Linked DNA regions of Pan troglodytes: region 2 is linked to region 1. The links are chromatin contacts, called in public capture Hi-C maps. All regions are on one chromosome and are shown on one strand. Each heading gives the region's core, a stretch centred on a gene start, on an enhancer-like site or on the middle of the called end of the contact. The rest is flanking DNA. Distances are from core to core; before and after follow the strand shown.

Evidence for each region. Capture Hi-C pulls out chosen DNA fragments and counts their contacts.
Region 2: a contact with region 1 is called in a capture Hi-C map of stem cell-derived neural stem cells, with 3 times the contacts expected there. The contact joins two enhancer-like sites. A contact is called at or near these places in 1 of 1 datasets of contacts at active chromatin or transcription factors (stem cell-derived excitatory neurons) and 1 of 1 other capture datasets (stem cell-derived neural stem cells).

What each region holds. Positions count from the first base shown.
Region 1 is chr16:87,864,001-87,868,357 of NHGRI_mPanTro3-v2.0_pri, forward strand. The region is part of intron 2 of LOC107968432 (a long non-coding RNA gene); the gene reads right to left. Among named protein-coding and RNA genes, the nearest start is that of NR2F2, 270 kb to the right of the region's middle. Within about 2 kb of position 1,906, at least 2 of the 24 cell types and tissues checked have an H3K27ac peak or open chromatin away from gene starts, as enhancers often do. A contact at or near this core is called in stem cell-derived neural stem cells, where this site is marked.
Region 2 is chr16:88,155,029-88,159,849 of NHGRI_mPanTro3-v2.0_pri, forward strand. No RefSeq gene overlaps it. Among named protein-coding and RNA genes, the nearest start is that of NR2F2, 20 kb to the left of the region's middle. Within about 2 kb of position 2,698, at least 8 of the 24 cell types and tissues checked have an H3K27ac peak or open chromatin away from gene starts, as enhancers often do. A contact at or near this core is called in stem cell-derived neural stem cells, where this site is marked.

The DNA.
Region 1 (4,357 bases), core at 656-3,155:
TTACCACCCTAGAAAATCATCGGATACCTCTAAGAATTTAGTTTCAATGAAGTTATTTAAGAAGATAAAAAGAAAGTCGCTGCTGCAGCTAACGAGCTTTGTGGCAGTCTTGTTATCTATAACATGAGGAAATAATATCTATCTCTTCTCAGGGTTAGGGGGAAAAAGATAGTAAGATCATTGTATGTAAAGTCCATAACAATGTCTGGCAATAGATAATTTTTAAAAGTTAAAAGTTTATCTTCTATTGGGATAGTTAGTACCTAGAAGGCAGGGTGTTTGAAGGGAGGAAAGTAATGCCTGTGTATGGTAATACCAAGACAATGAACACGGAACCACAGAGGGGCAGCAGCCTGCTTGGATGTGAATTTCCTCCTTGTGATGCCTTGACTAGGTTACCTAATTTCTCCATACCTCAGTTTCCCCATTTGTAAAGTAGAGCTGATAACATTTCTTGCGTCAGAAGGTTGTTATGAGGATTATGCCAGGCATTTAGGACAATACCTAGCAAACAGGAATCACTGTATAAGCCAAGTTGAATGTCTGTTGTGACTTGTTCCACAATAACACAAATGGAATTGCCTAGGGTACAGCACTATTTGCTCTGCGAAGTCAGCTTGGACAGCCGGTGTTAGATGCCTCCTGCACTGAACTTTCTGTACCCACAGTGGTTCTTTATGTACACACTAATTTCCTTGGACCTTAATTAATCTAGATCCTGATTGTGTCTTATCTTCGTGTCCTCAAAACCTGGCACTCTGATGTCCACACTAAATATTGAATGTCTTTAGAAACAGGCCACAACACTCATTGTGCATAGACAATGCATCTTATTCATGTTAGGTTGTTTTTGGTTTCTTCCCCCCACCACACACACAAAATGTACTCATTAGATAGATTTTGGGAAACAAGGTCACATTTTACCTCAAATATTGAAAGGTATTAATAAATCCACATTCCATATCTTATTTTTAATAAAATTATTAGGATTCTAGCAAGTAAAATTATATCACTTACTGGAATGACTTTGCCTATTTAAAGAGACATTTCTATTATTCCAATTTGAGCTACTAAGAAACTATTTAAGCAGAAGCTATTGACCCAGCTATTTCTACGCTGCTAAGAGTAAAACTCTCTATACTTACAGCTCACAGCTTACTTTCTGGGTAGCAGGACTCCACAGGGAAACAATAAGGGCATCAACATCATGGAACTTACAAGCCTGGAGTCTTGGCTTCTGGGTCAGGTGACCTTGGGGAAGTCACTTCACTTTCCCAGGTATGATTTCCTTATTTGCCGAGCTAAAATAAGGCTGACAAACCGGTCTACAATTCATTAAGCTGTAGTAGCACAGCAAAGACCCCTGAAAAATTCTGCCCTATTCGGAAATGGACAGTTAGCAGGGAACTGGCAAGCTGATGCCTGTAATTAAACGAGTAACTGAAGTTTATTTCTCTCGAAGTTTCTAGACGCTTCCAAGACGGTGCTGTCTACCTAAATTTTTCTAAACAACTCCAAGCCATCCTTAAAGTGTTTGCGGAATGGACATTCTCAGGCAAAGTCGTTTCCAAGCCCCTTCGGCTCAGCACTGCACCGCAGATCACTGCCTTCTCAAATCAAAGGGGGCCCCCTGCAGAGTTTGTTTACACCATTAAATTTCCTCCAATGTAAAGCCAGGAGAATTTTTCCAGGTGTTCGAATTCCTAGAGGTTGGGGAAAGTGCCGAGCTCTATATGAGAGCAATAGCACGCTAGAGTGAAACACAAAGAACCTTTTTTATGGTGTTGCCCCCTCTGGAGATCTCTATTTAGGGGCTGCCTTGGCAGGGCCCACCAGACCGTCTGTCACTCTCCGCTGACACCGGCTGCCGGAGGAGGGCGGTCCCCGAGGCTCTCGTGCTGGCGGCAGCCCCGCGCTGGCCCCGGGCAAGCCTTGATCCGCCCTGCGCCACGTGGAAGGTGCCTGCACACGGGCTCAGCCGCAGGGGCCCCTAGTACCTCCATCGGGTCTCGTCCCCCACGGCGGGGTCAGAGGGCAAGTCACCGGCCAACCTCCTCCAGAAGCTCTGTTGAAATGAGAAGCAAAAGAGATTCCAAGGACAGCCACAGGTTGAAATCGGAGCGAAAGCCTGGGCTTCCCCGAGCCAGGTGAAGAGAGCTGGCAAGGTCACCCACTCAGTCACCAGGTGGTGCATTTAATTTAAAAGGAGTGTTAACCTTGTTTATACAAAATAACACCAATATGCAGAGAAGCAGTAAATCCATTGTCGTTAAACAGCGGGGAGCCGCTGGCGCTGGCAGCCTGCCCACCGGCGACGGTGAACCGGGCTGGCACCGAGCGGGGAGCCGGGCCTGCCAGCCTGTCCGCCTCGCGAGAGGAGGCCCGGGCTCGCCCTCTCTGCCCTCCAGATGACTCTTTGCATTCTTGTCAAATATATTTAGAACAAGAGGTGTCCACTTAAAGAGAAACATTTGTTAATCACTTAAATGCAGGCGCTTGGCAGCCCTCCAGTTTCACCTTTATAAATATGTAGGATCGGTTTCCAGCTAAGCAGGGACCTCCACAGCGAGTTCCCTTTCTCTCCGCGTCCCCTCGAATTGACCTAAGGTGGATGTCCCTAGCACCTTATTAATTTTCTATCCCAGTGGGCTTTCTGGAGTTAAGGCCAGTCTTCTATCTGGAAGTTGACGGAGATAAATAAATGATGCACCGTGGAGGGAGGGAGAGAGAGAGCATGAGAGGAGTGTTTCTTTAAGTAAGGGACAGATTAAAGTGAAATTCCTGTTGACGGAGGCGCTGGTGTCGACATCCTCCTTGTTTACCAGCAGCTGTCCCTGTTAATGACACTCTGATAACTTTCGGAGGCTGCCCTGCGGTAGTAGGGGAGAAGAAGATAAAGAGGCCTCTGTTTAAATCCTCCGGGCCTCGACCCCACTCTTTTTAACTTCCCTTCCTTTAAGAATGGGTGAAACTGTTCAGAAGGGGCAAATCCTGGGTGCAGAGATTTTTGCCCCGGAAATTTTGAGTTCACAGCATAAAAACTCTGCAGAGCTGATGCCTATTCCAGGAGTGGAAACTCAGGGTTGGCGGTGGGGGGCAGAAAAGGCAGCTGGTCTGCAAGGTGAGGAGGTCTGCAGGAGGCCGGAGGAGAACTCTTCCTTTTGTTTTAAAAACCCTGACACTTCCCTGCCCTCCCCCGGCCCCACCCCAAACAAGTCTTACAGAGGTAACTAAGTATGTTAGGGACAAGGTTACAGAATGAAGGTTCTTTGAGGGCCAATGTATCCTTAGCGTTAACCACACGAAAATCGCTTTGAACACTTGGAACACTCTCCCTCATGAAATTCTCAGGTTTTGGGGGACCTTGCCGGACACCCAGGCTAAAACTTTGAATGTGCAGCTGAGAAAGCAGTTCCAGTAGGTGAAGGGACCTGCCTAAAATCACTTAGTAAGTTTCGTGGCAGGATGAGGACTGGAACCCAGTTCCCTGTCCAACGTTCTTTTCAGACAGACAAATAGATATGAAATACTTTATATTTCATATAATACATATAAATATAAATTTATATATTTTTTAAATTTCCACCTCCCATCCTGAGATAGCAGGCAGACGGCGGCAGCTATCTAGTCTCTTTCACACTGAAAAAAAGCCAAAGCTCTCACTTGGCTCAAGTCCCAGACTGGTAGATGCTTGGGCTTCCCTCAAGACCCACCTCCGCCCCGATTATTTCATGAATACAATTCACTTAAAGATCAACAAACGTGGAATCCCATAATCTTATTCATGCTCTAACCAGCCAGGCAGACATGCCTCCAATAAAGCAAGCACAGAGGACAAATGTTTTCCTGCCTATGGAAAATGAAGATGGTGTGGAACAAATGATCTTGCAATTTTTTGCACCTCTGTTTTGTCACCTAAAGCGTGTCCTTTATTCATCTCAAGAGATTTGGGGAGGGAAAAAACAAATTAAATGGCATGCAAAGTATTTTGAGTTCACATGCTCAGAAGAAAGATGTTGACATTTTTGATCCATGTAATTTTCTCTGGAAAGTTCTTTATAATGTTTTTAAAGATCGACGACTATGATGTACTTTCCAGTGGCTTACGGTAACACAAGTTCATCATTTATATTCCACATGGTAGCGACTCCACAACTTTCTCTTTATATATAGTAAGGTATGGTAGAATTATTCTCTCTACAAAATTTTAATTCAGCTTATAATCTGTTTATGGCGATTTCTTAACTACCAGTTGTTATGGGTTGAACTGTGTTCCCCCAAAATTCACATGTTGAATTTCTAACCCCCCAGTTATGAGAGCTTATTTGGAGGTAGGATCTTGGCAGAGGTAATCAAT
Region 2 (4,821 bases), core at 1,448-3,947, 290 kb after region 1:
AACATGCTTGTGATTAGCTAAGCAAACACATCTGCTTTCGGAGTTGGGCCTTCGTTAATTAGCTGAACAAAGGGCCGTTTTGCTTTTTACCTTTTGCTGGGGAGAGTGTGTTATTTCAGGAGTGTTGCGGGCCCTCCTCTTTTCAATTGCAGCCACGACGTTAATTTTATTGGGATTACTGATGGGAAATGAGGTGGCGCAGGCTTCCGAGAGGAAAAGCTTGATCATTACCCCCTTTGGAACTATATTTTTCCACCCAACCTCCTGCTTGAGAGGAGGGGGTGGGGGGCGAACCGCGCTGCAAGTTCGGAGCAATTGGAATCAGGCTCGCGGTGCGCTGATCTCGGGTGACAGAGCGTGTGTTGAAGCTGAACTCTATAATTTGCGCTTCTGTTCCTTTATTAGGCCTGGACAACGAACTAATGAGCTTTGGCCCAGTACAATGTCACTTGTATTTATTTTCTTACGGCAACTTTGAGATAGCGGAAGTGTTCTTTACCAAGAGCCAGGGAGGGCCCGGAGTCCTGCCGGCTGCTGTCCCGGCCTGGGTCGGTGGCTGCGTCCCGGGGGAGCGAGGGCGCGGTGAGAGAGCGCGCGCAGAGCCGGCAGAGCTCGGGGACTGGGCTTTTAGGCGAAGCTAATGGGGCCCTCAGGAAGGCGTTAGGCCCTTTGGAGGCCCAGGCATCCCTACAGGAGCAGCTCCCTGAGGATGAGGTCGGGGGGTGCGGGGCAAGTCCAGGGCAAGTTCCCAGGCACGAGATGATGGAAGGCGCGAAAGTGGCATGGCTTCCTCCTGGCTCAGAGCAGGGGGTCCTTCCGCAAAGACTGCCAGGCCAAGGAACCCTCTGAGCAAGCAGATGTACTCCGCCCGGTGGCCTGGGCGTCTGCTTTCTGCTGCAGGAACCTGGCCCAGCTCTGTTGCTCTCTGGGTTGGGGGTGAGGTGGGGTGAAGAGGATGCTTTAAAGGAGTTCTTGGGGTCCTCGGCATGCGGGGACTCCCTCCCTTCTCTTTCTGGTTTGGCCACTCCAAAGGGTCGAAGTTGGAGAGGCCTGGAATAAAGTGAAGAAGCAGTGGGGGTTGGAGGGACAGAAGGGTCGGCGGAGGCACTGCGGCGTCCCTTGTTCCCTGGCAGAGAGAATACGAGCCCACCACGGGGGGATTGTGGGTGGGGGGCAAGGGAAGGGAAGCCCCAGGAACTGCGAGGGGAGCGAGTACTTCTCTCCGCAGCCTGCCACTTCCCGAGGCTCCCGCCAGGCAGCCCTCGTTAATAACGCCTAGACACCGTGCCCCTGCCCGCCCCATCTCTCCTTGCCTCTCCTCACTTCATCTCTCTGCCTTACCACCCCCTCCCCACCTTTTCCTTCCTTCCTGCAAATGGGTGTTAACGTGGGTCTTTATGTTCTGTCTATAACTAGGATGTAATCACGCACCCCATGCCTCTCTCTAAAAGCATTTAATAAATGTCTATTAAAGCGCTACAAATGTAAGATGAATTTAGTGGCGCGGCTGCCTCCCTGAATCCGAACGGTAATGATGGATTTATCAACGGGGATTCGCCTTCAGCCCAGCGAGGGAGGTTTACTCAGCAAATATGTCGGCGAGCACCCACCCAAATGCAATCATTTGACCCCCTGCGGACGATAGCTGCCGTGCCCCTTCCCACCGCTGGTCCTGGTTGGCCAGGGTCGCTCGGGGCCAGAGGCCGGCCCGGATGACCAGAGAGGTGGCCTCACGGATCCCTTGGCCTCTCGCCCCCTCCTCTGTTTCCTCCTCTCAGCTTGAGGCTCTCCTGGCAAGGGGGATCGATCTGGCGTGTAGGTTTGGTGGGGAGGGAGAGGGTGGTGGCGGTGCCAGAGCACAAGATGAAGTGTGGGCTGTCTTGGCGTTGCCAGGAGACATCAGTGGGTGCCATCATGCCCTTCTTAGTTTGGAAGGGGCACAATTGTACCCAAGTCTCTGAGTGTGAGCTTAAGTGCCCTGCTTTTGACCAAATCTTAGTGTCTGGGATCGTGGCTGACTCGGCCCAGCCCTGGGCCCCATTGTAGGAAACGTGGCTGTAGGACAGAAGCCTGTGGTGCCCAGCCCCTTGGAAGGGCTCAGGTGTGCCCAGAGCGAATGCCTTGCCTGCCCATCCTCCTGGGGCTCCCTAGACCCCAAGCCAAAGCAGAGATACCTGTTATCAAAGGTTGGGGAAGAGCCTCCAAGGCAGGGGCAAAACTTCCATATCTCTTTCCCCCAAACGGATCTAGCTTCTCCTTCACCTTCCCCCACCGAGGCCACCCGGCCATTTTAAAGTTTAGTGGCTGTGGACTTTTAGAATTTGGTTTGGGCTGTGATCCTTACCGCACAGACCCAATGACCACCACCTCTTTCTTTTTGTCTTTTATCTGCTCTCCTTTTGAGGGGGAGGAAAGTGCTGGCCTGTTCCATCAAGCCCAGTTCGCATTTGCTTTAGCCTCTGATTTCTCTTTCTTCTTTGGAAATTTCATTGAGATGTCTCTGTACTTCGCTTGTCAGTTATCTTTGTTCCTTTTAAATAAAGGGCTTTTAAATGGACTTATTGCTCCCAGCGTGGGTTCCTCTCTCTAAATGTTAGAAAATTGTGCCATCTACCCGCTATGCTGAGTACTGTCACACTCGGAGACCTCGGGGACCTCCGGGCAGGCTTCAATGCTGCAGTGTCAGGGGCCGCGGGCAGCAGGAGGAGGGGGCGGCTCACGTGGATTTTTACAGATCTCCGCCTGCAGCCGGCCCGCGTGGCCACGCCAGGGCACGGCCCGAGACGCGCGCAGCCGCCAGCTTGATGGCGGCCGCGAACTTGGCTGCAGCGGCAGATCTCCGAGCAAATCGCAGGCGTGGCTGGGACTCTTCGCTTCTGCAGGATACAGCTGGCCGAGGGGGAGCCGCGGGTGGTTTTGGACCCCAACAGCAACTGGGGGTCAGGGATAACGGAGGACAATGGGAAAGGGAGAGCTGCCTAGGAGGGGGAGAGGGGTGGATTTTGCCGCGCCGCTTTGGAGCGCTCCCACGGCGTCTCCAGGCCGGTCTCTTTCCTTGGGGGATGCCAGGCTAGGGGCAGCGGAGAGCGAAAGCCGCGGAGTGGCTTCCCTGTCTCTTGGCCAGAGAGAGTTCTGGCCAGGCAGTTCGGCTGCAACTTTCAGATCCATTTTCTCTGGTGGAGATATTTCTGGTGTCTTTTTGTAGGCCAGACTTCTTTCCTTTAGGGGAGAGTGGTTTAGATGGACCGAATTTGAGCAAATCAGGTGTCTGATGTGGGGTATCTTCACCCCAGCCCCGCCTCTGCAAAACACCCATCCGCAACTGCAGGCTCTTTTGAATGAGTTAAAATGGATTAACAGTTTGGATTTTATTATGTGGCTCCCCCTCACAGATGCCTTTTTTGTTGTTGTTTTTTGTTGTTTTGTTTTAACCCATTAGGAGTATTAGCTAAGATTTCCAAGTGTCAGTTGGGTATTTATGCTTGTGGGGGAAAAAAAATCTCCGATACGGTTTATGACTTTTATTACATGCTTCACACTGTTCGAGAAATGGAGTTTTAAGCAACATACAATTAAATCTATATTGCTCTTTGGAAAAGGGCCAAGGAACTCAGCAATCAATTAGTTTAGATCTTTTCATACTTGTTGCTAAAATCAAAGTATAAAACTACAACCCTGGCTATACCTAAGAATAGCTTCTTTTCCTATTTTTTTTCAAGTCATGTAGCTAACACGTAGGAAATGGCAGCTGCCTTATTTTCCCAAGTTTCTTTTTTCTGATTCTTCTGCATAGATTAGCCTTTAAATAATCAAACTATTTTCTCTCCCCCCCCCCCCCTTTCTCTCATTGCAGTTTCTCATCTGCCTTTATCTGCCTGGTTTAGTTTTTAAAAATACATTTATTTGTAATATGTATTATTTTTAAAATAAATGTTCCTTATCCTCTCTCTTTCTTCCCCCTCCCCTTGCCTGGCAGTAAGAAGGGAAACGATGTTGTTTAATAATCACAATAATACAGTGCTTTCTAGACAAAGGCAAAATTAAATTTTTTATAACCACAACAAGAAGGGAATCAACCTCTCTTTCTCTCTCTCTCATCTCTGTCTCTTTAAATAAGCAGCTTAGGAAATAATCTCCCGCACTGAACAGAAACTGCTTCCTCCTTGAAAATGCCACCGTTCCCACCGCCCTGGCCCTCTCTGGGCCAATCCCTTGGGCTGTCCGCTGTCTGCCTGTCCAAGACCCTGGTTGGGGTGGGGGTGCGCCTATGGAGATCCAGGGGCGTAGTGAGAAGGCAATGGGGTCTCGCTCGCCTACGTGCGGCTGCCGAGGCGGGGCTGACAGCAAGTTCTAAAGAGGGGCAGCTAATTTATTAAGTAATTCTTACTCCGCTTCAGCATCCTCTGCCTACAGCTCCCGAGGCTCCGGCGAGGAGGGGGAGGGGTCTGGGGCTGTGCATCTCCCCCTCCGCATTTCCTTCTCCGCCTTCCAGGCTCCGCCAGCCCCTTCACCAGCCTCATCACTAATTAAAACGCCCTGTGGCTTTGGGACTGAGTAGGCCGGTCGTTGAACTGTCATCTCCGCCAGGATGGGAAATCTAGAACATCCCCTCTTCTGCAAAAAAGGTTCCGAACCCAGTGAAGTGATTGGGCGGAGTGTCATTAATCTCTCTCCAGAAGCTTTCCTTTTCCTCCTGGGGAGTGAGGACTCCGGCCTTTGCCTCCACCCAACACGGTCACCCGGCTAGGCCCCACCATCCCCACTGTCGACCCCGCCGTTGTGCCCATCCATATGCCCTAATTGTGAGGAAGGTCTGGGAAA